Regions from separate parts of the Mus musculus genome. Here region 1 is linked to region 2. The links are chromatin contacts, called in public HiChIP or PLAC-seq maps. All regions are on one chromosome and are shown on one strand. The core of a region is the stretch at or near the end of the contact, and the rest is flanking DNA. Distances in the headings are between cores, read along the strand shown. Region 1 overlaps Aopep (aminopeptidase O). Region 2 overlaps Aopep (aminopeptidase O).

Region 1 (4,912 bases), core at 10-2,509, 100 kb after region 2:
GCAAGAAAACAAAATGCTGTATTAATTTTCCATAGTCTTGGGCTATGGATCCCTCATCTGAAACTGGAATATATCCTAGTGAAAGCCTAGAATAAGACGGAAACCGTAACTAACTAAAATTTTTACATTTTAAAGTCTATTGTGGGCCAGGTCACACTGAAAGACTTGTATAACGTATTTGTTCTGGGTTGTTTAGAGTCAAGGTTTTTATTTCTTCCTCCCAGACAGTAGTTCATTGCCTGAAACTTAAAAATAAAATAAAAACGCTTCTTACAAATTTACCCTGTAAGCTTCCCGACAGTTCTAAATGGGCGAAGATGACTTGGATCAAACCAGGACTGGCAGGTAGCATGTGATGCTGTTTTTTTTCTAAGCATTTTTTAAGGGTATGGTTCTAGTCCCTGAAATTCCACTCAGCATCTAAAACTGGAGTGGAATTTTAATACTTAAAATTGTAAATGGGATTCTGCCCGATGCATTTTGCTTGTTTGGAGGAAACCCTTATCGTTTTGTTTGCGTCATATCTTCAAATGCCCGCTTCACCATTCTGGTAAACAACTGTGCGTGCAATGATAATCAGGTTTGAAGAAGCAGTGCTAGGGACGGTGGCGAATGAAGTGATTCTGTTGTTGGAATCGATCTTCCCTCGTGACCAGAATGCCAGTGGTATGTCCTGGGAGTGTTCTTCATCAGAGCTGGTGGCAAACCCAGGAAACTTATTTCTGGCGCCCCTTTCCCCTTCCTCTTTCAGGTAACTAACTGTTCCTAATGATTTGGTGTGAGAGGTTGGCAGTCGCCCCCACCCCCCACTCCTAATTAGCAATTATGCAGATTGTTTACCAGAAACCGGCTGGGCAGCTTTTTCTTCTTCTGCCCTCCCTCCTAGACCTACACGCTGCTTCCAGGTGACCCAGGAATGTTTTGCTCCGCGGGAAAAATCAGATTGTTTTTCATCCCGGTTCTAACTGGAAAGATCTTCAAGGAAGTGTTCATGGGACCCAGTGTAATGAGGGGGCCTCACTTTAGTGAATTGGAAGGAAAGTGCCATGCTAAGCCCGCCTTTGTTCTCATTTGAATCACAGGCTGTACTGGGACTGGTCTGTATGTTGAGTAAGTGCGGGGTGGGAGGCGAACGCCTAATTTGTGGAATTGCGGGGGGCGGGGATGTTAGGGCGGGGCGGCCTTGTGGATTGGCTAGAGCAGAGAGGGCGGGGCGAGCGGCCCTTATCAGCCTACGCCGGCAGGTGCAGGTCCCAGGTCAAGGTAAGGAGGCCACGGCTCCCTTGTCTGCCCCTGCACCCTGTCCGGGACTTTGCTGCTTTGTTCTCCCTTGCTGAGGGCGTTTCTACTCAGAGTGCGTTCCAGGGCTTTGGGATGAGGGCGTTTCTACTTGGAGTGCATTCCAGGGCTTCGGGATTATAGTTCCTGGCAGGTCCTGGAGAAAAGATCCGCAGAGACACCCTGCCCTGCAGCAGGGAGAGCTTGAAGGACACTCACTCCAGCAGGAAAACAGCAACGCGCGGTGGCTGGCTCTGGCTTTGTCTGGGAATGTTCAACAGGTTAAGTTGAGGTTCTAGACAGCTGCACGTTCAGGCTCTGCTCAGATGGGAACCCAGAGCAGAGAGCAGAGGCCGCACTCTCCCCTGACTTTGACGGCATTTGTTTGCATCGCCCTGCAGTGCACAGTGTGTTCGTTGTATTTCTGCCTCGGCCGGCCGTGATTATTCCTCCTCGCAAAGGTCTGAATTAAGAAGCTAAGCTGGAAATGAGCGGGGCAAGTGGTTCTCAGCTTGTGGCGTTAAAGTGAGTGATTTCTGGGTCTCCTCACGTTGAGGGACCTGTAGCCACTTTTTTTTTTTCAGGTTAGTTTGAGTTTTATTTGTTTCCATTTTATAATTGAACATATTTAGGGGGTGGACTATGGTGTATTGATTCATGCATTGTGTAAACTAGAGTCTTGCCTGGCTTTGGAATAATGACCGTTTTAGTTGGCGTGTTAACAGCAAAGCGATGGTTGGGAACGGGAATATGTGCTGTGGTGCCTTGTTTTTTTTTTTTTTTTTTTTTTTTGAAAAGTTTCTCTTTTTAAAAATTCAGTTATGTAATTTAATTACGTAGGAAAATTTTCTCTTAAGATGGAAACCTAGCTTCATTTCTTCCTCTTAAAAAAATCAACTATTGGTAGGTTCCAAGATAATTCATACAGTTCCAATTGGATCTGAGGAAGAAGGAAGGTCTCTACGGCATTTTCTACTAGAGATGAAATAATCAGAACACTTAGAATGCATTATCATTTCAACAAAACAAGTCTGGACTTTTCTAAATGGACCCATTGTACCTATGCAAAGCGAGATACAAACTGGCCAGAAGTTGAGCAGGTTTATTTTTGTGAAATTTTTAGCAGTGACTTGATGCCTTTGTGATGTTAGGCAGCAGCTGTCCTGGGGTCACTAGCGTCCATGCCAGTTCCTGAGGAAGAAGCTGAATAGACTCAGACCCACACCTTGCAAGGGACTGTGCATTCCACAGCTACACAAAGGCTTCCTGGCTGCATCCAGCCTAGAGCTCACAATAGACCTCAGACCTGAGCACCTTGGGGCCAGTCTTAGGCTTCCTGTACTGGGGTGGCTTCTGTACTTTTGCCAGTGCTTGGTCACTCTGTGAGGAGCATGGCTTTGGATAGGGAGACTTGGTCAGGCTCCTGTCCCTAATGCTGCTTGCACATCTGCAGACATCAGCTTCTCCTGTACACCATATGCGGGTCCAATACAGCCTCCATCCCCTTTAGGTTTGAAAAACACGAATACTCGGCCTAAAAGTCCAAAGCTGCTTTGTTGTTTTTTTTTTTTTTTTCCCCAGAAGTTGTTTGTTTCTTTCCCTTGCATGAATATTCTTGAATTTTTCTGAGTTGATCCAGGGCATAAAACACCCACACTAGGAATCCCAGAGTGTCAAAGACGAGGCCAAACATGACTCTCCTGCCTTACACAACTTAGATTACTCTATAAAGTGAGACTGCCACACTGGGTAGCAGTTGGACAGTGGTACCTAGCAAGCATTTTATTCAATAACAACCACGTGCTTTATTTTTCCAGCAGTAATTCATGTAGTAAGACTTGGCCCCCTCTTCTAACACCCTGCTGTTTGTCTATAGTTGTGGTTGACTGTACGTATAATGATACAAAAGAAACCAACTTGCAAATTGTAGACATATGCCAGAATCTGTGGGTAGTTTAGATTCGGTACGAAAGACAGAAGAACGTTAGGGGGAAAAAAATCTGGCCAGAAGGACATTTATGTTGTACAGTTCTTTCTGTGAAGAAGAAAGGCCAGAGCCAGGGGTGAGGGGACATTGTTTTTTTGACTTCAGATGAACAGCTAAGAGTAAATTTCATTTCGAAACTGTTTCAAAATGATTGTACCCACACCTGAGTATGTGAGGAGAACCACTCTGAGCAGTGACTTCTCTGGGCTTCCGTTGCCTTTCTCATTCCTCTCGTTATGAGCATGTTTTTGTGGCTTTGTTTTTTACACTGAATTTTAATACTTGTTAGCAAATTTAACATGGAGGCCAGGCATGCTGGTCCTCATACAGTAGTCCAGTTTCTTCATCGGTGGACCCTCATCTTCACTGAGCCTGGTCCACTGCATCGGAGACATCGGAGCCGCCGCATACAGTGCTGATAAAACCTTTTAGGTCAGAACATTTGAAATTTGAGTTCTTTGAATTTGTTCTACTGTAGAGCAAATCTTCTGTTCTGAACACTTGCCTGCAGCTCTGTACATCTGCTCTTGATAGATTCTTTCACACCATTAAATTGTTTATTGATGGCTCTTCTTGCAGACGTTGTCACCCTGTTACTCCATCTTGCCGTGTTGGACACTGAATTCTTTTTAATGATTTAACTATGAAATCTGGGAGTAGGTGGGCACATGAAACAGATGTAGTTTCAGTCATTCTCATGACGAACTTTAAAATAAGAGTTGTGTTTGAGCGTGCTCTGTCCTGTTTAAACTTGAGGATTCTAGCTTTTGTGATACAACTTTGAAGATGGTGTTTTCTGTAGGAGGTGGGCTATTCTGCACGTTAGCACTCATTCAGAGGATGCATAGCTTCCAGAGTAATTGAAGCTCTTGTTCATGAATATGAGGACCTCAATTCTTTCAGCTTTGCAGGAGGCAGAGTTAACTGCACCAAAATCAGCCACGAAGGATCTCATGTCTACTTAGTTATTTACTAAACAGCACATTTGTACCCCGTGGCTACACAGGTTATCTCACTTTGACATAGTAATGTGGGAAGATAGAGAAATATAAGAAAAATTTCTGGGCTTGAGTGAATTTATAGTTAACTATATTTTTCCCATGGAGAAAAAAAAAAGAGACAGTATTTGATAATTTTCTTAAAATGACAGCTTTGCATGTATCTATAAGCATTTGGAAAACAGTATTCTTCCATGTTTAAACTTTTTCTTCCATTATTATGTGTGCACGCATAATGTCTGTGTGGACACTGTGCCATGTGTCTCCCATGTGGATCTGTAGATTGAACCTGTTTAGCAATCTTGCACAGCAAACACCTCCTTGCACAGAAGCACGTTTTCTATTTAACAAGATATCACCGACCTATGGGTGAAAGTACTGAAGCCAGCGAATACTGTTCCTGGTCATGAACATAGCGATTTTGCTGTGTGCCCTATAGGGGAGCCGCTCATGGCTGGTCCTGCATTTTAGAAGCTGCTGGTTGCCTTCTCAGCACTTCATTCACAGATGCAGCCCGAACTACATAAGGTCTACTATATTCCTTCAGTCATTCATCAGGAGTAAGAAAATATTTCAGACTGAGGTGTAGGAAGTAAAAAAGGAAAGGGTGTGTGGATCACTCAAAACTGACTGTAACTTCCTTCTAGGT
Region 2 (5,084 bases), core at 351-2,850:
GAATGCATTTCTAAAGACCAGTAATTCCTAGAAATGTCTGCAGACCCGATGTCCCCTCCTTGCAGGGCACTCCACTGCCTGCCTTCTCTTATGGAGATCCCAGCCGTCCATGTGGTGGCCTTGTGAGCACGTCCATGTGACAGCAGCCAATTCTGACTCTCTGGAGCAGTGTGATGGCCTCCCCTGCCTCCAAATTGAGTCCAGACAGTAATACTTTTTTTTTTCTGGATCTATGCAAACAGAGTCATCTGGATTACATTAGCAAGCTCCACTATAAACAGTCCTTAACAAAATTGAGGGTTGGGAAAAAGAAGAGGTAAGTGGAGGAGGGGCCTTTCCCCTCCCCGTGCAGAAGCACAAGGCAGGGAAGGAAGGCTGGACGGAATCAAAAGAGAAATGGTTTGTGGGGAAGACCCCATTTCAGGTGAGTATTCTGGACTGGAGTAGTTTCCAGGGCCAGGGACTCAAAGGACAGGGCCAGCTGCACCATCAGTGCAGGGGCTGTACAGCTTGCTCAGTGCTCCTTGGAGGACCAGTTGGTTGTCTTCTGATGGAAAGCGAGGAGCCGAGTAGGCCCAGTTGTCCCCCAGTGAAACAAAGCAAATCCTTTGCTGAGAAAAACCTGACCCAACACATGACTGCTGTGCACATTCTTTGTGTCTGTGTCCCACGCAGCTGCCCCCCCATGAGGCCCTGGAGCAGCAGGAGCTGAGGGCTTGCCTGCGCTGGCACCGCCTGCAGGATGAGCTTCGGAACTCCCCAGAGGGAATGCAGGTGTTAAGGTAAGGCACCAATGCTTCCCACCACCTCATCTTCCCTTCCTCCCTCTCTCCCTCCCTCCCTCCTTTCTTCCCTCCCTCCCTCCCTCCTTTCTTCCCTCCCTCCCTCCCTCCCTCCCTCCCTCCCTCCCTCCCTCCCTCCCTCCTTTCCTTCCTTCCTTTTTGCTTTTAAAATCAAACAGGGCTTGGGTTCCTCACACTAGGGACATGATTGCTATCTTTTAAGTCTCTCTGAGTGTGGGTTTTGATTTGCCTTTTGAAAACTTCCTAGTGTCTCTCTAGTCAGGGAGAGAGAGAGAGAGAGAGACGACAGACAGAAATAACAGCTAGCATGAGGCCATTTCCGGCACTAAATTCCTCACTTGAAGTTCTAATAGTCACTTTATGTGGTAACTGTGGATGTGAAAAAGGTTAGGGTTCGGCAGTTTGTCAGACAGTAACCCTTTAAAGCCAAAGGGGAAAATGTGTAAGAAAATATTGACTACTTTGTGTTTAGTAGTAACAGATGTGCATGTCAATGGGCCTTTTGTTCAGTTGTTGCCCAGCAGGAAACCGCCATTGCTCTCTGCACTCCCAGCTCCTGGGTGGTGTTCTGAGACTGCACATGGCACTTGTAGGATTACTTCGTGCCATTTTCCCAGTTCTGTCCTCTCTCCTTTGGTGTTTTTGTGCTATAAATACTTACCTGTAGCCTCTTGCCTAGCCCCAGGAGCACCAAAGTTGCTACAGAAGGTTCCATGCAGCCCCTGATAAGGGGAATCAAGTGTTTAAAGTCTGCAGTCAGTGGGCTGGGTGGCCCATGTAGGAATTTCCCCTTTCTCAGCCCATTGTACATGACTCCCTGAGGGCAACCTGCTCCCTCTGGGCAGGGGCCTGCCGTGGGCGCTTCTGCTGTTGTTACGTGCTTCTAAGTAAGCACCTGCTCCCGTGTTGGGCCTGGAGCATGCTGGGAGGCAAAGCCAGAGCCTGCTAGACCCTAGGGCAAGGCTGGCTGGTGCTTTCGTGCAGTGCTGCCTTTGCCGAGGCAGGCTCCTTGCCGGCGTGACAACTGTCACCTCCCAGGCTCACTCATCCATTGTTTAGGAGAAACAGCTAGAACAGTTGTAAAGCACAACCAGACAGGAGCCAGGAACCAGAAGCTCTGCCATTCTGCTCTGCCACTGTGCCTGTATCTTTTCCCTTAACCAACCTCTGGCGAGCCTGTGTGAACCGCTGACCAAGTGTGGCTGCCCTCACAGTGTGAACGTGGTGCCTGCTCTCAAGGAGCTTCCACTTAGCAAGAACAGTGAAAAGAGCTTTGCTGTGCCTTGGGAACAGAAAATGGCAGAGCCTTGAGTCAAGAGGGACTCTACCTCACATTGGTCAGAAGCTAGCTAATCTCTGGTGTGCAGGGATCCTGGGTCACCTGCTCTTTCCTGTGTAGAGGAGCAGAGGTGCAGGGCAGAGGGAAGGTCTGGTAGAGCAGTGAGCTGTGTGTGTGTGTGTACACCTGTACATAAGTGAATGTGTGGATGTGTGTAGATACACAGCCAGCAGATGCTTTACTGTGGAGACAAGGGCAGTGAGTACCCAGAATGACTGGGGCTTTGCGGTGAGTGCTTGGGTAGATGGTGATGACATTTATGTAGATGGAAGAACCGGTGTTAATAAAGATTCTGTTGTTGCACGTGCTGACTTTGAGATGTTGCGTATAGGAGTATTTCCTATCAGTGGAAGGCAGGAGCTTATGGGAAAGAGACTATTCATCCTGACCAGTACTCATGTGAGTATACTCCAGCTACCCAGGAAACGAAGAGGCAAGCAAAGTTGTCAGATGGTCCAGCAAAGGATCCTAGGTAAATAGCTATGCACGTAGAAGCTAGCTCAGGAGGCATCACTGTGGAGGCAACATGGGGTCCTGCCACAGCTAAGAGCAAGCTGTATGAACTGTAAATTCTTCAGCCCCAGATTCCTCTTCTCAAATTAAGAGACCTTCTCCATTCTCCATGTTTAAGTCCCCAGACGGTTGTGATTCTGCCTGGTCATGGTCCTTTGGTGTGGAGAAGAGCACCCACATCATCTTGCAGAATGTCTCCAGTTCGTAAACTGAGTTACACTGCCCCTCAGAAGCTCCTTTGCAGCCCTGGCCTCCGCGGAGATGTGATCCACCCACTTGCAGGCAATTGTCTTTTCCATAGTGAGAGGAGTTGGGAGTATTTTAGATATTTGAACTACAAGGCTTCTTGTGGCTTTTATTTATTTTTCTTTGTCTTAATATTCAGAAACCGTGTTGTCCTAAATTTAGGCTGTCTGAAACAATGCATTTGAAGGATTCTTTGCAGACAGATACAGAGAACAGTCATCGCTGCAAGTTCGCTGCAGAGGAATTACTTGATTGGCTTCAACTTAGTCCTGTCCCCTGTGGTTCTCCCTAAAATGAACCCAGAGAACCTCAAGATACTGACATGGAAAACAGGAAGGGCATACTAAGAAAGGGATACAAACCTGTTCTAAGATTGTGTCTCACTGTGCAGGTGACCCTGAGAAAGAACCCCTTTAAACAGTACCGTGATCAGAGATAGTGCCTTTTTTTGTCAAGCTACTCCACCATCTTGAAAGATGGATAAAGAGCCATGTGAGCCTTAGAGACAAAATGTACGCAGTGTCACTGCTGTCACTCTGTGCCCCCTTGTCATGGCTCTGCCTGCAATTGCGCAGAAAAAAAAAATCAAGTCAGAAGGCCACATGTCCAAGGATTGTGTGTGGGCAACACCAATCACCCCATCAAAGAAAATGGCATCTTGCTGGGTTTACACAGTAAAGAATTACAAAGTAAGAAGAGACACAGCAAGAATTTGAGACCTTATTTTGTCATCACTGCATGCACACGCACCTGTGCCACTGTGTGCATGCCACTGATTTATACTCCCACGACTTAAGACTAGAACTAGTAAGAATCTTGAGTCTGAGTAAGTTTCCCAGGCTGTCCTTGCATTGTGATCTTCCTGCCTCCACTCTAAGTGCTGGGATTACCTTCCTGTACCCTGTGACCAGCTGCTGCCAGCCTCGATACTCCCAGTGTTGGACATGCATCTTATCCTTGGCACCTTACATTGACTGCTGATTCGTTTCATCCAATGAGTCTTCCACTGACTTTCCTATGAATATCATCTGAGCTCCAACAGGGTCTTGTAAATTCCTTCCTACCTCTAAGGTGGTCACAGCTCTGAAAGCAGTCACTTACCCTGAGTTGCAAATATTAGGGGACTTATTGCTAAATCCATGATAGAGTGTGTGTGTGTGTGTGTGTGTGTGTGTGTGTGTGTGTGTGTGTGTGTGTGTTGGCTGTTTAGAGGCTTTTCCCTAGCAGAGACACAGTGGCACTCTCTCACTCTCACCCATCTGCCAGCCCTAGACAGAACTGCCAGTTTTCTCACGCCAGCAGCACAGCACTATCCAGATGCTAGGGAATTTCTGCACGGCTCCTAGTCCCTCAACTCTCAGTACAGCTGGATCACGAATCTTCTCAACTGGTTAAGGGTTTCTGACAAGCCACAAGTGGTGGACAAACTACAAGGCACAGCCTGAAGAAGCCTCTCTATTTTGTTTTATTGTTGTTGTTTGATTGATTGTTTGTGATTTATTACTGCTGCTTATTTTGGGATTAATTCTTAAAGTAATGCTCAAGCTAAGAAAGCAGAAGGCTGCTGGAACGCCTTCTCTGAGCCACCATAGCCACTATCGTGCTAGATAGATAAAGGCATCCTGTCTACCTTCGTATGAATGCATTACCCAGAGGCCACAGAAACACTATCCCTGATAGTGGGGTGGGAGGCACATTGTAATTCTGTCCAGAGCTGAAGTGCAAGCCATCTGCAAATGTGCATGATGCCTCAGCTCCCAGCTTCTAATCTACAGCCATAGAGCATGCTCATTAAAACTCTTCTCATGGAATCCTGGAAGTTTTCACCTCTCAGATTTTCTTAAAATTGGTATTTCTAATTTCTGAAGAATGTGGCAGTTTTCTCATGGTGTGTGTAGACATATCAGTTGGCAAAATGACACAAGCCAGCCTGAGAAAATCTCTCCCCTCAAGAGCCCCTAACTGGTGCTTTGGATAGATATATGCCTTCCTGATGTCCCTCTCCTCTCTAGGGTGCATGTGACTTGGGCTATGAGACAGTCTACCTTCCAATCAGTGGCTTCTTCCTTACCAATTCCAGGCTGACCTCTCCTCCTCCTCCTCCTCCTCCTCCTCCTCCTCCTCCTCCTCCTCCTCCTCCTCCTCCTCCTCCTCCTCACCCACCCCCTCCCCCTGTTGCCTCT

What was found. HiChIP or PLAC-seq counts read pairs in DNA pulled down with a chosen protein or histone mark.
Region 1: an H3K27ac HiChIP or PLAC-seq map of embryonic stem cells shows a contact between it and region 2, with 17 read pairs. The contact joins two enhancer-like sites. A contact is called at or near these places in 3 of 484 Hi-C or Micro-C datasets (Th1 cells and embryonic fibroblasts), 7 of 115 datasets of contacts at active chromatin or transcription factors (CD8 T cells, Th17 cells, effector CD8 T cells and 3 more) and 2 of 9 other capture datasets (adipose tissue and liver).

Annotation. Positions count from the first base shown.
Region 1 is chr13:63,271,547-63,276,458 of GRCm38.p6, forward strand. All of the region lies in intron 13 of Aopep (aminopeptidase O), which reads left to right. Among named protein-coding and RNA genes, the nearest start is that of Gm16907, 23 kb to the right of the region's middle. Within about 2 kb of position 1,260, at least 166 of the 459 cell types and tissues checked have an H3K27ac peak or open chromatin away from gene starts, as enhancers often do. A contact at or near this core is called in embryonic stem cells, where this site is marked.
Region 2 is chr13:63,170,266-63,175,349 of GRCm38.p6, forward strand. Aopep (aminopeptidase O) reads left to right here. Exons shown (of 16, transcript NM_001289926.1): 7 at 676-782. Among named protein-coding and RNA genes, the nearest start is that of Gm30409, 40 kb to the left of the region's middle. Within about 2 kb of position 1,601, at least 58 of the 459 cell types and tissues checked have an H3K27ac peak or open chromatin away from gene starts, as enhancers often do. A contact at or near this core is called in embryonic stem cells, where this site is marked.